2 separate regions of the Columba livia genome follow, and region 1 is linked to region 2. A link is a contact called in public Hi-C data. All regions are on one chromosome and are shown on one strand. Each heading gives the region's core, a stretch centred on a gene start, on an enhancer-like site or on the middle of the called end of the contact. The rest is flanking DNA. Distances are from core to core; before and after follow the strand shown. Region 1 holds the start of LOC102095575 (platelet glycoprotein Ib alpha chain). Region 2 has its middle 23 kb from the start of HES1.

Evidence for each region. Hi-C and Micro-C count contacts between places; a contact is called where the count stands out from the background.
Region 1: a Hi-C map of liver shows a contact between it and region 2, with 1.8 times the contacts expected there. The contact joins the promoter of LOC102095575 here to the enhancer-like site in region 2. A contact is called at or near these places in 2 of 2 Hi-C or Micro-C datasets (crop and liver).

The regions. Positions count from the first base shown.
Region 1 is chr9:8,125,020-8,129,756 of bColLiv1.pat.W.v2, forward strand. It overlaps LOC102095575 (platelet glycoprotein Ib alpha chain), which reads right to left and starts at 1,660. Exons shown (of 2, transcript XM_021293160.2): 1 at 1,397-1,660. The coding sequence starts at 1,479. It overlaps LOC110356760 (a long non-coding RNA gene), which reads left to right and starts at 3,092. Exons shown (of 3, transcript XR_010474629.1): 1 at 3,092-3,198; 2 at 3,422-3,785; 3 at 4,554-4,737.
Region 2 is chr9:8,065,778-8,070,161 of bColLiv1.pat.W.v2, forward strand. No RefSeq gene overlaps it. Among named protein-coding and RNA genes, the nearest start is that of HES1, 23 kb to the right of the region's middle. Within about 2 kb of position 3,109, at least 2 of the 3 cell types and tissues checked have an H3K27ac peak away from gene starts, as active enhancers do.

The DNA of each region.
Region 1 (4,737 bases), core at 410-2,909, 58 kb after region 2:
GAGAGATGGTACAAGCCAACATACTCTGCATTTACAAGAGTTCACTGCCATTGGTATCAAGGGGTGGAGAGGAAGGGAGAGCAAGTGAGCTCATGGCTTAGCACTGGAAGATGCCCCAGGATGAGCAAGGGCTGGATGGTCTGTTCTCTGGCCCCGCTTCTCCCATGTTTGGGCTGCAGGTTTGGCATCTGACTGGGTGAAGAAGGCAAAGTGCTGCTGCCCATTAGCGCTGCCCCAGTGGGTCCAGTTCCTCAGCAGGACAACAGCCCGTTTATGCAACAACAGAAGTAAACAGCTCTGTGCTTGCTAATGACAGCTCAGCAAGGGTCCCAGGAGCCAGCCAAGACCAGATGACCCTGTTTATTCAGAATTTCCACGTTGTGCTGCATGGACTTGCTATTTCCTTGGTGTTTCTCTCAGTTCAAGAGGGCTATTTAAAACACGGCTTCTAAGTATCTCATTTTTGAGATTCTTGCTGATTTTGGCCTTAGTTATGCAGCTTTGTCAGACAGAAATGGTTGACTCTGAGCAGCAGCCAAGCTTTAGGGTGAGGCTCATTAAAAGACTATGAGATGCCGACAGTTTAACTGTTTAATAGGTAATGTTTAGAGCTGTGACCTGCACTTAGGAGGTGAAGTCACTGACACACACCCACCAGCAGCCCACCACTTCCATCATGTCATTCGGAAACACCCAACTAACATATTAGCTGGTGTTTAACGGCTGTGAGCACCATAACAGGACAGTGGTTTCCAGCTTGTGATTCACAGCCCTGGGTGGGAGCAGGGGAAAGGGCTGTAGGTTGCTTTTTGGGTGTTCATCAAAGCTGACCATGCAAAAAACTTAGCTGGGAGGGTAAATTTGCTATGGAAAGTTATTTTCTTAAAATGTTCAGAGGTCAGCAAATGCAGGAGGCTGAAAGCCACTGGGTTTGAAGATAAACCAGTGGGAGGTGAGGTATGCGGCAGCTGTCCCACACAGATCCCCAGGGCAGAAGCCACTGCTGGTCCCTGCCCATCCCCTCCCCAGGGACAACTGGGTGCAGGAGCTGGGCTGTGGGTGCAAAAGCACCCATTTCACTTCACCTGCAGGTGCAATACAAAGGGTTAAATGCACAGGTGGGAGCAGCTGGATTGAGTGAATGGGGATGAAAATAAACAGTTCCAAACTGCAAAGCTCTTTTAAAACCCTCTCTCAGTCCATCTTACTGCCACGAACCTCAGCACGGTACCCTGCTTGTCCCACACCCAGGAGTGCAGGGACACAGAGGGACAGCCCCAGCTCAGCTGCTGCAGTCTCTCGTGCCCTTTGCTGCAAGGAAACCATGAATAACTCCCACAGCTGCCCCTCCCGACTCATTTCAAAGAGCAAAAAAAAAGCATTTTGCAACACTCACGTGGCCAAGCACTTGTGAACGAGTCCAGCTGCCAGAGCAAGCCACGCTGCACAGGGAGGGAGGCCACCAGACTGGAGTCCCATCACCTGGCCAGCTCTTTATCCATGGCCCACGTGCGCGGCTTGGTTACGCATGCTGTCGGGGCGCAGGTCTGCATGGGGAGATAAGGGACAGCTGGGGATCGGGCAGCGGAGCCGTGTCCCCAGCATGGGAGACTGTCACAGAAACCCCTCTGAAGGACACAGGCACGTACTCCCCAGGCGTTATCTGCTGGCACCACTTGACTACTCGCATCCAGGGAAACCTGAAGATCTCCAGGCCAGCCTGTTCTGTAGCTGATGGCCTCTGCAGTCCCATATCTCCACCAGTGTGACCCACCAACTTCACATGCATCACCCCCACCAACACAACAGAAAGGTTTTCCGATTTGAAGTTTTTCCTGTTAAAAATATCCAGCTGTTTCCTTCCTCAGGAACTGGCTCATGTCACTAAAGGTGCTGCTCTGAAGGTATTGGTTTAATAACAGTGGAGTCTGTGGCTGGACAGATAGGCTGACACCCAGGCTGTGGGCTCGGTGTGTAGCCCCACACCTCACTGGCCACAGGGCTGGGGCTGAGAGTCGCGCTCCCCTCCAGGCTAACACGAGCCAAAGACACTCCCATGGTGACTCCCAGGGCTCCTGGCCGGTGCGGGGCATTTTTTGGGAAGAAACTCTGATGCAAAGACTTAAAACGACAAGGCATCCACTGCTTCCCACTGAATAATTGCCCTAGTTGCATTTCAGCATTTCTTGTTCAGTTTTCACCTGCTCTTACTATGGTTCAGTTTGTGCTCCTGGGCTTTCCCGGCAAACAATCCAAACAATCCAAACTACCGCACCTTGTTCAACAGCATTACCCCTTTCCAGACGCTGCCCTGTGTGCATCCTCGCTCAGTACCAGGCCACCCGGAGGCAGGGCCGGGGTGTACGAGGGGACAGGGCTTGCAGCAGCAGTGACACCAGCCTCCCTGGGTCTCGGACAATGCACACCCCGCGGGGTGGCAGCCGTGCCAGGGCTGGGGAGCTGCTGCCGGGCTTGGAGGTGGCCCCGTCAGCGTCCTCTACACCATGGCCACAGATGGGTGGTGGTCGCTGGTGCGGGACAGGTGGCAGGGTGGCCACGGGGGTGACACAACACGCAGCGAACACAACACAACGCCATGTCTTTATCATTTCTGTTTGGCCAGGCAGTGGCAGCTGTCAGATGATGACAACTGATGTATTTGTCAGTTCAGCCCTTGGACAAATATTTACTGATAAACGATTTGAAAATGTGATCTTTGCCATCATCTCAGGAAACCGCTTTGTGAAGATCAACAATTTCTGTGTCACACTCTGCATGACAATAGAGTTTGGGTTTGTTTCCCTCAGCCTCTCAGAGCTGCTCGGGTGACCATCGCGCCTCCCTCCTCCTGCAGCTCCGCGCAGGAGAGTTTCCCGTCTCTCCAGCTGTTCCTGGTGCGGGATCCCGCCCGTGCTCGGGAACCCGCAGTGCCCGGGGATCCCCGACCCGGCTCCCGTCACTCCGGACACAAGGAACGCCCGCCCCCCCCGCGCGGCCACAGCCGCGGGGGACACTGGGACCTGGCCCCGCCCCGCTCTGCGGACCCCGGCGGCCGATTGGTGGTGCGAGAAGCACGTGCCTGTCTGCCGCCATCTCATTGGCCAGCAACCCAGTCCGTTTCCTGAAGGGGCGGGGAGAGCATGGTCGCGTTACCGGGGCAACGGCCGCGCCGGGCATGGCTGCGGGGCGGCACCCGCGGTGAGGAGGCGGCCGGGGCCGGGAGGGAGCGGGTGTGGGGGCGCGTCTGTGGGGTGGCTGGTTGGGGCACGAAGGGTGTCAGGGTGGGGGGTGTGCACCGAGGGCGCCCGGTTGGAGGTGGGTGTGAGGAAAGGGTGGCGGTGGCGGGGCCTGTGTGGCGGGGAAGGGGCTCCGTGCGCTGCCGGGGGTCGGTGTCTCTGAGCCCCTCGCTCTCTCCCAGCAGAGCCGGGAACCCCCAGGGCGGTCGCAGGTGCTGCCAGCAGCCGGCGATGCCGTGGGTCAGGCTGCTCCGTGGGCAGAGGGAGGAGCTTTTGTGCTCCCGGGTCGATCTCCCGGCTGCTGGTGCCTCAGCTGCAGCTCCCGAGTGACGCTCCTGCGGTTCCGCTGCTGCGCGGACAGAGTCGTGGGAAAGGCCGGTGCAGCTGCCGCGGCTTGTGCTGAAAATGCTGGGAGAGACAAAGCCCGTCGTGGTGAAGAGAGACCTTTACACAGACCCCGCGTTTCCCGCCAGCGACACCTCTCTGTTCTTTGACTGTTGCACCCCACTTGCCCAGTTCAGAGGCCAGATATCTTGGCTGAGACCGAAGGTGAGTGTTAAGGTACGAAAGACTGTGATTTTGGCAGAACGGGACTTTAAGGCGGCAAATGGCAGTTAGCACTGCAGGACTGCTTCTGAGTGGTTTTGTTGTTTAGAAACGCAGAAGTGATAAAATCAATGTATGTTGGTGTTAACGGTATCTGTGTGACAGTTTTTAAGTAGGTTTGATTTAAATCCCGATGTAGAACTTTTCCATTTCAAGGTACTGCTTGAAATTCAGATATTTTGTTATAAATATGTTTCGTTATGCAAACCAAATTAAAAAAAAAAAAGAACAGCATTATGTTATTCTGAAATTTTTAGCTATATTCCCTAACTTTATTGAAAACAAATAACCCTATTTTAGAGTTTTTCAGAGGATACTGCTTTTTTTTCAGTTCATTTCTTTGATTAAAAAAAAATTTCAAGGTTATAACTTGTCATATGACTTGTATTGCTTTTCAACTTACAGCTGGGTTTCAGAGCAAATGAAAAGGTTTAGAATACATTTTTTCAGTACATTCATTTAAAGTGAAGTATTTATGATACTGCCTTTGCATGGAGGGGAGAAAAAGGCTATAAAATGTAATGGAGAAAATAATATGATGTCTTTAGAGGTAAATCTGGGGCTGGCTGTAAAGCAGTGGTAGAGCTGTTGGTTTTCAGACAGAATTGTCAAACAAATGACCTGAGGTAGCCCAGTGTGGAACTTTCTGCTTTTGTACCTTACACCTTGATTATTACTGAGGGCTGATCCATTACTTTTCATCTCTTGCAGTGGTTACAGATGAGAGAAGAACCATTTTAAAGACTGACTTTCAGATCTGTTTAATTGTTTAGGACCTTGCGTTTAAAATCACCTCTTTTGCTACCAAGTGATTTATTTTTATTTGCCTGTGCTAATTTTGGAGGTTTTTTGTAACTCGGGACGTGCAGTGCCATGTGAGTGGCATCAGTTCTCT
Region 2 (4,384 bases), core at 1,859-4,358:
TCCTGATCTATGAAATTACAAACTATTCATCATCTGCCTTCTTCTTGCCCCTAATTTCTGAGCCTGCAGCGGGCACTGCAGCCTGCGCTCTGCAGACACGAGGACATGGGTGTTGCCCATCTCATGGGATGGTGTCACCGATGGTGTGTTGATGGCCCTGGGTGCTGCTGAGCTCCTCTGTAGTGTGGGAGGTTTAAGCAAGTTAATTCACTCTTCCCACCTTCTCATTCCATGACACTCAAATGTTGCCCAGCAAATACACCCAGTACATAAGCACGGTTGTTAGCAGTTATATATATGTATGTATACATGCCCCGATGAGTCACTGAGGAGGGGCAGAGCGGGCAGAGAAGGGGAGCCCCGCCTGCCTTTAAAAGGGAGCTCATCCAGCATTAAAGAGATGATGTGCTACCATAGCAGAGGGCTGGTTAAGCCTCACACCCCACATTTCCTCCTCCTTCAGTACAATCAAACCTCTGCAATGTGTCAATAAGGCCAATGCTCATTTGAAACAGAGCCTCCAAGCCTCGGTAAGATTTGGCTGATCCTTCATGAATGTTTGACTGGCGCATTTGGGAAGTGTAACAAAACCCAAATCAGAGAAGGGCTGCAGGAGCTGTTTGTTTTTCTTGCTCAGTTCTGGGAAGGAGAAACTGCTGACCCTGAGCTTCCAAGTTCAGCTCCTTGTCACGCGAGCTGCCCCGCTTCAAGGGCTTTCAGGCAAGGAGTTTAGGTCCACACTCAGCACCAACAGCAAACATTTTCTCCTCTTGTGAGCCCCTGTGGGGAGCAGGTGAGCAGCAGAGTGGCAGGCGCGGCTTTCAAGCAGGGTCTGTCCCCTCTTCAAGAAGGAACACAGCTCAGTGCTGCAGCAGATGACACATCCGATGCCCTCACAGTGAGAAAGGCTGCAAGCCACCGCGGCTGTGGCTAAGTGGTGAAAAAGGTGTTGAAGCCCCATATTTTCTTGCTGTGCTGGAGCTCGTCCACAGCTGAGGGCCAGAGAGGCCGTGCTGCCGTCTCTGGTTTGCAGAGATAAGCCCGAGCCTCCCTGTTCAGTCAGTGTCTGGGTCAGAGTTTTCCCAGAGCCTGGGAGCATTTGCATCCAATGCTTGGCTTGGCTCAGGGTCTCTAACACCTCATGGCCTCGTTTTGTACCCACTAATATCATCTGTCTGTCTGACTGCAGCAGACTCACAGTTTGCAGAGATGCAATCCAGGAAAGACTCCAAATGAATTTCATTAGGGCTTTGGTTTGTTTGGGTTTGGTCAACAGGTTTAAAGGTGGCTGAAAGCCCAAGCTCTGCCTCCGTTTGACCTTCCAAATTTGTGTAGCTCTGATGGGGTAGTCAGCATTGCTCTCCCAAGGTTTCTGAAATAGCACAGGGTGCACCAGAGGCTGATTGGAGTCATGAAGGAATTAGTGGCACAGCAGTATCTGGGATATTCCAGCCCTCCTCTGGCTGCAGGGCATCCAGAACACTTTTGAAAAGGGAGAAGGAGTGATTCTGCCTCTCTTCTTACACCCTTAAAGGTATAATTGGCAATGGACCCATCATACCTTCTGACTAAATACAGCAGGAGCTGTGAAATCACATCTCAGCTGAACTGGGTGTCTGAGCGTGACCATCAGCCAAGCAGCATGTCCTGGGCACCACGGGGTCTGCGGAGCAGGCTCTGCCTCCTGAGAAATGCTCTTACTTTAGGGGGAGCAGGTGGGAGATGTTTCAGGGTCTGCGGGGCCAAGCTCAGCGCTGGAGCCGGCGGGGAGCACCTGTGGCTGGCTGTGCTAGCAAGGGCTGAGGACATGTCGGCATCTCTTGGCCAAAATGTCTAAAAACCAAAGCAAAATTTCAGACTGCAGCCATCTTACCCTGCTTGTGCCTTTATAAATATCTTGGCTGCCCCAACAGGAGCTGTGGCTTCCCATGGAAGAGGCTCTCACCAACCCTGCTCCCCGAGAGCAGGGAGGGCACCTGGTCACTGGTGCTAACGTGGGCCAGGAGCTATGGCAGAGCTGGACCTGGGCTGGCAGCAGATGTCCAGGACATGCAGCCAGTTGGGGACTGTCATCCTGGTTTTGCCTTGTCTGGGTTGTGGACAGGAGTACGGGAGCAGGGCAACATTGCAGCAAAGCAGAGGGCAGAGAAGCTAAGAAGCTTTACTTTAATTGATCAGAGTTCACTGAGCCTGCCAAGTTAATGAGTCCCCAGCAACCAGCTTTAACGAGAGCTTGTGGCAGGCTTAGGAGGAGATGAAAATGAGGGCAGAAATAGATGCTTGCCAGCAGAGTCTGATCGGCTGGGGCCGGTATGGCACGGAGGAGCTGGGGAAGGCTGTCGGCAGGCATGGGGGCACCAGTGGCCACCAAACGTTCTGCTTCAGCGCTTTGCCTTGCTGCCCTCCTGCCAAGCCCCAGTCCACTTCTCCTGCTCTCTGGGCCGGCAATTAATCCCCTGGCAGGGGGCTGGGGCGAAAAGGGAGATGGGTAGTTCCCCACCCTCTGTTCTTCCTGGTCTTGCTTTTGTCTGACTTCTGAGCTGATGGCGTGGGCTCCTGCAGCGAGGCAGCCAACCCCTCCACACCGAGTTGGGGGCCACGCTGGGGCTCCAGTGCTGAGACCCTCTGCGAAATGCCGTGCTGACAGCCGCTGTGATGCCCGAAAGGGCCATGGTGAGCAAGGAGGATGCTGGAGAGGAAGAAAGGGATGGCTGCAACCCCAGGAGCGGGGCTGTGGGCTGCAGGAGCATCCCCCCACAGCACCCAGCACCTCCTGCCTTCCCCTCGCAGCCAGGGACAGGGAAGCCCTGTGCCGCTCAGCCCCAGCCGGCCAGACTGACCACGGCCGGGGCCCTGGCCGGCTCCAGGCACCGCCAGGGCCTGAAAGGGGCCATTGTCTGCCCAGGGCTTTGAAGATGAAGACTCTTGTACAAGTGCCAGGTGGTGCGAGCTGTAGCACGGGGGCAGCTCCTGCTTCCCCAGGCTGCTGCTTGTGCTGTCAACATCCCCCACACCCTTTGTTAAAAAAAAAAAGCGGGGGGGGGGGGGAATTGTTTTCTAAAGGAAAAAAAGGGCAGCAGCCCTTCCTTCCCCATCCATGGTGGCCACAGCAGGCGTTGGGGGCTCAGATGTTCTTTGTCACCCGCGGGGCTGGGGGTTGGCAGCGGATCCGCACGGAAATGAGCAGGAGCAAACCGCCCTTGCAAGGGCTGCGAGCCTCAGCTCCTGTTTCTCCCGCGGCACGGCCGGGCTGGGGCAGGGCAGCTGCTGTGAGTTCACTGGAGCAGCACTTTCCCACAGTCTGGAGAAGTGACACATGGCTCTCACACATTCCTGCGCCGGCAGGCCCGGCCGCGCTTGGCCAGGAGTCAAGGCGGAGGGAGGGATGGCTGCGGCTGCTGGAGCTGCTGATTAGCAGGTTCCGACTTTGGCACCAGCCCGGCCCTCGGAGGGTGAAGGAGTCGGAGGGGCCAGACCAGACCTGGGCTCCAGGGTGGTTTGTGCAAGCTGCTTAACCCTTTGAAGGCAGGGGCTGAGCAAAGCTTTTCTCTGGGAATTTTGCCCTGTATTGCCTGCCCTGCCTTTGCTGAGCCTGCAGCACAGGACCCAGCTGCTTGCACTCCCTGCCTGCAGTGCCGGCATCTCCCCTGCGCTGCCCCATCTCCCCCTCGCATTCCTCAGCATTTCCCCCCAAGCGCAGGTGGGATGTGTGTGCAGGGCAGCCTTGGTGCTTGGGGGAAGCATCTGAACTCCGAGAGCAGCAGGGCTGATCCTGCCAGACACCAGCCTTGATTCCCACGGGGGCTGGCCAGCTTGCCTGCAGAGCCTGGCAAGGGTAAGCAAGGTTGGCAGGGGGTGAGCAGGACTGGCAGCATCCCACTGCACCAGTGGGTGCTGGGGCAGAATGGCAGTGCACCAGGAGAGATGTCAAATGATGCAGGAAGGAAAGGGTGTCCCCATGTCCTCCCTAGGATGGCAGCACAGCAGCAGCTGACCAGGGTCAGGGTCCTCTTTACAGGCAAGGTTTGTCCTTGTGTGAGCCTTCGTTCATGAGCATGGGGTATTTTTTCTGAATTTATGCTGACTTCAGAGTCTTGTCCCTAGCATAGGGGAAGGTTTGGAGTCTGAGCTCCTAAGCCCATGGAAAGACTTGTAGCTTCCCAGGAGTGTCAGCCAAGTATCTCCCAAGGCTTTGTCAGTCCAGCAGCTCCCAGCCCTCATACTCAGGGCCTCAGGGGGGCACGGCTGGACTGCGCCCCAGGCAGACCAGCAGCCCCCTGCCAGCCCCCACACAGCCCCTTCTCAGGGTAAGGTCCCCATTTTGGGAGGTGAGAGGTATACCTGGGTGTATCCAGCACCTGCCTAGCCCTTGCTGCCACGAGTG